Linked DNA regions of Bombyx mori: region 1 is linked to region 2. Evidence: chromatin contacts called from public Hi-C data. All regions are on one chromosome and are shown on one strand. The core of a region is the stretch at or near the end of the contact, and the rest is flanking DNA. Distances in the headings are between cores, read along the strand shown.

Region 1 (4,902 bases), core at 1,143-3,642, 820 kb before region 2:
ATAAACATTATTGCATGAAACGAGATGATCCAAGATCTTTTGATAACAGGGCAGATAACGTGTAGATAAAAACAAAAAATATGTTTAAAACAACGAAAGCAATGAACGAAGAGGTTTACGCGCGACATCTCGTACCTACGTAATCTTGAAAACACTTACCGTCGTCAATTTAACACTTAAAATGTCTTGTTGTCTTCATAAGCTCATCACATAATGGTTGCAATTATATACGTGAAAAATGGCTTGATTTATTTTGTAGATGACGAATAAAACCGGGCAATGACAGAACATTTTGGGTCAACCGGAGAGACAGTTCGAAGCAGCCATTGTTGTTTGTTAATTACGAATATTTACATAATCATCTCCCTTATTATGGCATTTATCACTTACCTAAAATAAAGTAAATAGTATTTCAGAAGAATAAGTTCATGAAAAATGAGAATAAATGTGACTCCATTCAGTACTACGAATACAAAATTTTAGTACTGGATTTGGTCACTAGGTTGAGTAGCGCGCGCTGTCATTAAACATGCGTTCATGTGAATACTGTTTAATTATTCACTGTTAATGATATATTGTTTAAGGAAATCGAAATTGAAACTGATGATGTATTCCGAAATTACACAGTAAAAATAAGCAAAAAAAAAATTTTAAATATGTAACTAAACAAATTCTGTTTTTAAATTAAAACATTTTGCATTCCTAAAATATGAACTCAACCTAAATTCACAGATTTTTAATATTTTAAAATGTTTTGGTCATGAACTTAAAATCTTCTAAATCCTTATATTTTAATAGTTTGGTAGTTCCAATACTTTAATTGTTCAATGGTATTGACTCAATAAGCATTTAGTGTATCATGTGTTTTATAAATGGATGGTCCAAAAATCCATGGAAATATCTTCTCATTATCTTCTAAGAGGACCATTAGTTTTAGTTAATTCCCATTGTCTTACTAAGTTTATTAAATTTCACTTCACTTATTACTTCAATTAAAGTCTTAGTTCCTTTTGCCTATTTTAGAAGTGAATGAAGCAAAAGAAAAAATATCTTTATGGTATCTTTAAAATGCTTGTCATCATTGTTCTTTATTGGAGTTGCCAGCAAGCTCTAAGTAAAAGTATCCAAGAATGATGATCGTAGCCTGAGTATTGATGATCGTAGTCTTTTGTCGGCAGTAGTATTAAAGTTGTGGTGTCTATAAGCCGCAGAAATAGCGTATATAATCCATTTTTTTGGTAAACCAACATTGAAATTGCGATAAGATCAACATAATAGTATGATTTCATATTATTATGTTCGTAATAAATATGTGGCGGCATCCCTATATATCGAACTACCCATTACTAGCGGCGACGCACGGTGAAAAAAAAACATCGCAATGCAGCCAGCAGCGGTGTCTTCGCATCTTTGGAAGTGATATATACGCCTCGCTCAGTTGGTCGGTGCCTTTGAACAAATTTCACAAACAGTTCCCCTTTTTCGCCTTTTCTCGACGACGACACACGCGTCTCGTTATGTTTGTGGTGTCACAATTAAAAGACGATCGTCATGTACAAAAACTGTTGCAGCGAGTACACAAGATGACCAAACGGTAAACAGTCACCGTCTTCCAAAACATGTCATTTCAGATTCTCCCTATCCACTATCAGTACTTTAAGGCATTCGAAGCACCAGTCACCATTCACCTACCGTCCGCTTGTTGTCGTTCGATAAGCCTAGCAAAACTTGTCGAGGCTACAAACAATACCAAACGAGACCCGTGAGGTGTGTCTTGTCAAGCTAGTATGACCCTTTATAAGATTACTAGCAGTAGGTAGGCACAAAATAAAATAAATAGAGAGAGCGTTTATGTAAATAAAATAATGATTTCGTAATGTTCCATTTTTATAAAACGCATCTGAATGAATATAAACATTACAGCTAGAAGCTGAGATTGCTTATTCCTATAACGTACTCTTTAAAACATGTTTTTTGTGAGCTTCAACGACGTTTTTAGTTTTGTGATTCTTTAATTCAACTGTGGACACTTGTGAGTAAATTAATTTTTATATTATATTGTATGTAATTATATTTTCAAAGTGATAGAAAAATACAAGTGCTACTTATTTTATGGAAAAAGAAAATAATAAAATGTCGTTAAATAAAATATTTCACCGTGAAAATACACAACATCGTAGAAAAATTAACGATATGGCAATGCTGGTTTTTACATTTCTAACTACGCAGAATAATATAAATCATTGAACATCCTGAGATTCATGATTAATATTAAATAGAAACGAAAATAAAAAAATACTTTCTCAAAAAATATATTTCGAAGTACATTAGAATATAAAAATTGAGAAAAACTTCAATGTTCATGAAATCATACCTATTTTTGTTTCTTCTTGAAAACCTTGTGGACATTTTCGTGAAACGGAGAATATTGATATTGCAAACATTGACTTGACAATCAATTTGGATTTTTGTCGATTGCTTTATTTTCAAAGACTGTTGAGCTGTGGATGCTGAATTGTAAAATTAATCGCTTGGTGGGAATAAATATTAAAAATGCCTGACCATTTAGGGAATGATATGCGCAAAGTGAAAGATGATAAAGAAGAGCCGGAAAAAGAAATAAAATGTAAGTTTTATGAATGACTTCTACCATTAACCTACATGTTTTATATTGATAAAATAATTGCTTACTTTATTTTTTAGCTCTCGACGAGGGTGATATTGCGCTTTTGAAGTCATACGTAAGTTATAGTCTATAACCTTTGAAATACATTTAATCAAAGAAAAAATCCATAGATGAATGACTGGCAAATTAGAAGTTATTTGTTTTCTGATGAATTAAAATGTATGCCGTCCCATAGGGCCAAGGACAGTACACAAAAATCATTAAGGAAGTAGAAGAAGGAATTCAGACAGTAATGAAGAGGGTTAATGAACTGACAGGCATCAAAGAGTCAGACACAGGGTTGGCTCCTCCAGCCTTGTGGGATCTAGCAGCTGATAAACAGACACTACAGAATGAACAACCACTACAGGTACAGTATGTGTATTCTTGAACTGGTCACTCAACTCCTACAGTTTTTTTTTGGAGATGAACAGTTAACCTATATTTAAGTTTATCTAGACTGTTGCTAGTTTCTGAACAACTATCCAATAGTCTTAAGTGTATTGAAGTTCTGTCTTATAAAGAGTATTTATTTCTAAATTGTTTTAAAATAAGGTAAAATAGTGGTGATAGGGAAGATAAGTATAATTTAAGGATGTTGATTTTACTAAATCTAGAATTTATTGTAGCCTACAAGATAAATTGCATTCTGTACTTGTATCAAGCATTACAGGACTGCAAGTCACAAAGACATGTAGGTACCAAATTATCTTATTAGTGTCTTTCTCTGGAACCCACGAGAAAGCAGTGTAAGTGAATCTCCCAGACATTAAATTGGAATTAAATATGATTGCTGTCGTAAAGGATTAGACTGCATTCTAGTCAAATTCCTAAATAAAAGAAATCCTGTATTAGAATATCTTTGGCATTTTAAGTTCATTATCAAAGCTACACAGTACAGGACAATTAAAAAAAAAAATCACATGTACTAATGAAACGTTCATAATTTGTAAGGTCAATTTGATATAAATTTGTAACATTTTAAATAGGTAGCACGGTGTACGAAAATCATTAATGCAGATTCGAATGATCCAAAATACATAATTAACGTGAAGCAGTTTGCAAAGTTTGTTGTCGATTTACAAGACTCCGTCGCACCCACTGATATTGAAGAAGGCATGAGGGTTGGGTAAGTTTGAAGTAAATAATGTCTTCATTATCATATAACACTTCATGATACTTACTACTACTACTACACATACTACACTTAATAATAATGATCAGATAACACTTTTGGTAGTTTGTATATTATGCAGTTTTTTATTCAATGTATTAGATACAAATACCAAACATGTGTAACATATCAATATGTTAATGAAAGTGTATTTGTAATATTATTAAGTGATTACCAGTAAGATATTTTAAGGTTATAATATGTTTCATCCTAACTGAGACATTAGGCTCTTGACTTTTTGGTATTACAGTTTAAATCAGTCATCGGTTTTTATAATGTATGGTATGAATTGAATTGCACTATCCCCAACCTTGGTAGTTAGGATCCTGGAGAGTCAAGAAAGTAACCTATTTTAAGTATCAATATGTTGCTGATACAACTCTCCTAAAACAATTGTTCATTGCTTTTCAAATTCATTGGCAGTAGCTTACCATTGAAGGTATTTCTTGAACAACATATAATATTGAATTCCATCTAGTTTGGAAGACCTAGTGTTCGATTAAAGTTATATAAACCATCAATCATATATTATTGATACAATGCCGGAAATTTGTTCTACAGCTCTGGAGATGTGTTGATATAATGTAAAGATAGAAAATAATTAAATTATAGGTTTATGTTCTATTACTTTACTGTATTTATCCACTTAGTACAAATACACCGGATATTATGTACATTAATTGATTTAATTAATAACAATAAGTCAGCCACTAAAGATATAACTCTAGCTACAGCACAATCTTAAAAATTTTAGAAGTAGAAATTGAATAAAATTTTAAGTAATTTATAGGAAAATTTCAAAAATTGCTTATTAGTAGAAGTTATGGTTTTCGAAGTTGTACCAAACTATATGTATGAAGTATTTTAATTATTATTATTTATTTATTTATTTATTTATTTTTTTCCTACCTAAGCTGGTAGGTAGCTTGGAGTGGCTATTCCAGCGTAACCGTAACTAGTAGGTGAGCTCACGGGGCTCAAACCTGACGACGATGCTAACACGAACCCTAGCAAGAGTCGTGCTTCGCAGAATCTACCACCGGATCGGAATCGCGACCCACTG
Region 2 (4,689 bases), core at 900-3,399:
GGGCTACAGCGCGTTTCACTGCCGCACGAAGTATCGCTTTCACGTCCACATCGGGTGACACTATTATTTGATACGCTTGATATAAATGTCTTTCTATCGATTTCAAAGTAGAACCGTCTCTTTCTCCTAATTCGCGCACTATCTTGGCTACGGGCCGAGAGATGTCCACGTTTGGCGCCAAGCGCAAAGTTCTGTTCTGCATGCCCCCAGGGTCTTTGTATGAGCTTTGGCCCTTGTTGTACACTTTGAGCACTACACCTTCTCGAACGGCGCGTTCTAGCCGCTCGGACACTATATCTTCGTGATAGTTGTGATGCTGTCTGATGGCATGACAGATTCTCTCCACGCTCGGCCTCTGTTTCTGCGAACGAATCTTGTGAATCGCTTCCAAGATCCATCGCTTCCACACTTCTTTCCCAACTTCGTCTGGATCACACATTTTCTTCGATTATTTAGCTATGGACAGTCTTCTGTGTAACGGTTCGGTATTGAACTTATGTCAACACCCATTGCATTTTCGCGCCTCGAGCGAAATTCCATTTTATATAATGGAACCCCGCGTAGTGCGACAGGAGGTATCGCTCGAGGTGCGAGACGCCGGTTTACAGCATGTTTCGGAAGCCCGTCGTCGATGACACATCGCTTCGTAGCGGGTTTTGGCAGAGCGAGCATCCAATGGCCGCCATCTTGTGACAATCCAAATTGTGTGCAGAAAAAAACATGCGATCGACTGTCTTAAGACAATTTCCAACAATTAAAATAATGTGTTTATGACAACAACTACGAAAATGAAAACTTTTCACGGTGATAACAATAACTTAATAACAACTTTTACAGGACTATTATTTATTGTACGGTGACTTCTTCCGGTTTTCTTATCACAATTGCACTTAATAACAACAAGTCTGTCTGTACATTTGATTATTTATTTATTTTATTTTCTAATAATAATTTATTACATTGTATTATGTTTTCAAAAATATAGATTTTTTTTAATTAACATGAAAACATTCACAAAACACCAACAAAAGGTTCTTCAAAATGGCTATCAATTATATTGCCTTGTTAAAAAATGTTTGATATCCTGTCTGTCATCGGGGTATTGCCAATAAAATTAAAATAAATACACGGATACTGGAGAATCGGTTCGGCCGCGGCTGTGGCCCTGCCTTTACTAATTTCCAGGAGAAATGAACAATTTTGGGATGGGGAGTAAAATTGTCTGTCTTTAATAACAATAAATCAAAATTTCACAAAGTTTTTTTGTGGATGGGATGATCGCTCATTATTCAAAGACCTTGTAGCTTAGCTGATATGGATGGGTAAAGTCAAGGAGTCAGTCATGTAGAGAAGGTTTAGCAACTGTTAAAACTGCTATATTCATATCAGTTCCATTTCCTGCACTATCGTTATTTCGGGGAGTCTTACCACAATAGCTTGTTGTTTACAGTACAGCAGACACTTTTTCAACTTGTCCCTTGTACAAGATGCTCCTCCGTTAAGGATAAAAACATTTTTTTTTTTAAACGACCTAAATTATTATTCTGTTTTCAATAATTAAAGAAATTATAAAAAACAGATGTAATCGGTTGTTTTTTTTTAAATTATGTATTGACATTTATGTTATTATTAGCTATCATATAATTTTGCAATGTTACCCTCGAATTAATTAAATCTTGGATAATGCATATTTATAATTTGTACTTAGTTATAATAATCTGAAAATTTTAATTGAGCGGAATACAATGAAGTTTATTGAAATCTGAAATTGCTATCAATTCGAATGAAATTGAACGAAACTGTATGATATGAGATGAAAAAGAAAGAAGATGAAAATTGCTCAATAAAATCGCGGGATTTTATTAAAATTTCAGACAAAACCCGAAGCACCATGACTGTTTAATTTTTGTTACACTTGTGTACATTTTCACGCATGATAAATGCTTAATAGGACATAATTATTACCTTTTAGTTACCTTGATATCAGATTTCGGGGACAAAATTTTAACGCCGTTGTGCAACTATCTAATAGAGTTCTATCTATTTACTAGTATTGAGGCAGCACGTACGGTCTGTGAACCCCTTACCATTTCCTAAGTATAATGAATTTAATTTAAAAAAAAATGGCAATTTAACAAAACTTGACTTTTTGGCGGGAACGCGAGAAGTGAAGTTGGGTGGCTTGTTTTATTTTGTCTGTTTATTATTTCTTCAGGTTTAAATTTCTAACAAAGGTGGCTTATTAACTATTTAGTATCTGTGAAAGTGCACTAATGTGGAAAAATGAAACAAAACCGCTGAAGGTAACATCGCAGGATCCTCCAGAAAGTCCACTGAAAAAGTCTCAGTAATTACCACAATTTTACTGAGATTATATTTCATCGCATATCATTTCATTTCATGCCACGTTTCATATTAATCAACTTCATTTCATTTCATAAAACCATTTTTCATTAAAAAAAAATGTATGTGAGAGTAGGCTGTATGGTATGATACCTGATGATACTTAAATGATAAAACTACTACTACTAGGTACCTACTATGTATAACCACGGTATATGCTAGGTATATACACAGTAAAACTTTCAGGTAGGTAGGTAGGTAGATACCGTACTTAATAACTCCATGGTAGGTACCAATACAACCAATAGGTAGCAATACCTGCTATTAGCCATAGATTTAAGTGTATAATCTATGGCCATAGATAATTCACTTAATATCTACCTACCCTGTTCTAATAAAATAATTTGTATTTATAAGTTGAGACTTTGAGTTTCGTTTCATGTTTAGCAGCCTGGATAATAAAGTTATTAACAATATTCGCATATTTTGGTAGCGTATTCTAAATATTTGCAACGAAATTTATTGTGTAATGCGTCTACAACCGTCAAGAGCTGAGGAAAATATTTAAAATGCGGTAAAAGCCCCAATAATTTTATATAATTTATCTTTTTTTTGCCACCATCGATAATTGACATACGTTATAGTAATAGTTCTGTTCTCTAGCGTGTTAGCTAGTTTAAAATATAATAAATTTAAACAATCGTGCAGAGGCGGGCTGGGGGAAGCGAGCGAGAAGCGCCCACTCACCCCCCGTAGGGGCTGTGAGACGACGTCCTTCGGGATATTCTCGGAGATGGAATCCCACAGTATAATCAAGACGGGTACCGGCGAAGGGGGACTTTCGTTGCGCACTGCGGTACCGTAGGTTTGATGTAAGCGGTGTGGAGGGATAGGATTTAGTCGGTAGTCGGTTTTGCGGGGCGAGTGCCTCACGCGCCTTTTTCAAGGCGCCGAAGCTCGACATAACCAGGTCCGTTACCCCCTCGACTGGGTATACGTTAATATTCCCCAGGGTTAAAAAAAAGAATTGTTCTAAGACGAACTCTGAGGAAAAAAAAACTCGAAAACTTGTATATAGGTTAAAAAAACCTATTTCAAAACAAAATTTATTGACACATTTTAAAAATAATAAGTACATACATTAAATTGTATACATTCACTATTATTATAATATTACAGGCTTCCAAAACCTAAAACAAACATATTGAAGACTGGCTGCTGTTTGGTGTGTAAAAATAAAATCTGCATTGACACAAAATCTGCACAGATTATGCGTAGATTTAATCTAGACAACGTGACATATGCTGGTTGTATAACAAGGAGTATTAGCAAGCTGATGGACAGTACCAAAAAGTTCACTGTTTATGAAACATATCGCTGCATGCCATTACTTGGAGATGAAAGAGCCACTGCACCTAATTGGGTGATACATATTGTACACTACACAATAGTGTTCATATGATATTTAAAACATATATCCTTGCAGTTTATGATATTTTAAAGAATAACATGAAAATATTACTCAATCATTGACAAAATTGTCACTATAATTATATATTAATTAGAAAAGGTGTTTATGTTGATGATCATAATGATAAAAGTTCTTTTTCTACTATTTTTTTCAAAACTGATTATCAAAACAAATGAATAAGAGAGTTACTTAAAATTCGAATAATTATATTTACCTTATTGTTAATTTGTGCCAAAAAATGGAACTGATGTAGTTATATAGCTTTCAAAGACATTATAATCTTAAAAGTAAAATAATATATAATAACATGAAAATAGTAAATTATTTTGTTTTCTTTTGTTTCAGAATATAATAAGCATTTCAGATCTAATTTAATACTTCTTGGTTTCTATTAATGATAAATTGAAGTTAATATTTTTCAGTCATGGGCGGTTGAAAACTCAAACAAATACAAATCCACACTTTTGCATATATTTTGAGAAAATGGCTTTTATCCAAAACTGCCACCTTTTTAATTGGGATTAGTTTGAGTGTTTGGTAATAAGTCACTAGTTTTTTTTTTTGTCTAAAATCACTAACTCTTGTAATTTACATTAAAAAAAATGGTTCATCACTACTTAGTGAACACTATACTGGACAAAATAAATAACTAATCTTTGTTAGATTACGGGAATTAAGAAACTAATTTAACTTTATGCTTTGTAGTTCAGTAAACAGTTCCAATATGTAGCACTGGTGTGATTATTCTGGATAAAAGAATGTCAAAGGAAACACCAGGAAAGTTGTAAAGTGCTAGTTGTAAATATGCTAGAATGCAAGGCTAGTGCCTTTGATTTTGAAGTTAATAAACAAAATAAAAGTCTGATTAACATTTG

Evidence for each region. Hi-C and Micro-C count contacts between places; a contact is called where the count stands out from the background.
Region 1: a contact with region 2 is called in a Hi-C map of posterior silk gland, with 2.5 times the contacts expected there. The contact joins the promoter of LOC101744256 here to the promoter of LOC101741707 in region 2. A contact is called at or near these places in 2 of 7 Hi-C or Micro-C datasets (middle silk gland and posterior silk gland).

What each region holds. Positions count from the first base shown.
Region 1 is chr3:2,491,006-2,495,907 of ASM3026992v2, reverse strand. It overlaps LOC101744256 (26S proteasome regulatory subunit 7), which reads left to right and starts at 2,392. Exons shown (of 10, transcript XM_004923917.5): 1 at 2,392-2,626; 2 at 2,704-2,741; 3 at 2,862-3,035; 4 at 3,655-3,794. The coding sequence starts at 2,554. LOC101744452 (GMP synthase [glutamine-hydrolyzing]) reads right to left here and starts at 551. Exons shown (of 16, transcript XM_004923919.4): 1 at 391-551.
Region 2 is chr3:1,669,832-1,674,520 of ASM3026992v2, reverse strand. LOC101741707 (heat shock protein 60A) reads left to right here and starts at 2,149. Exons shown (of 3, transcript XM_062674872.1): 1 at 2,149-2,303. LOC110384829 (histone acetyltransferase KAT6A) reads right to left here and starts at 1,171. Exons shown (of 11, transcript XM_062674881.1): 1 at 1-1,171. The coding sequence starts at 439.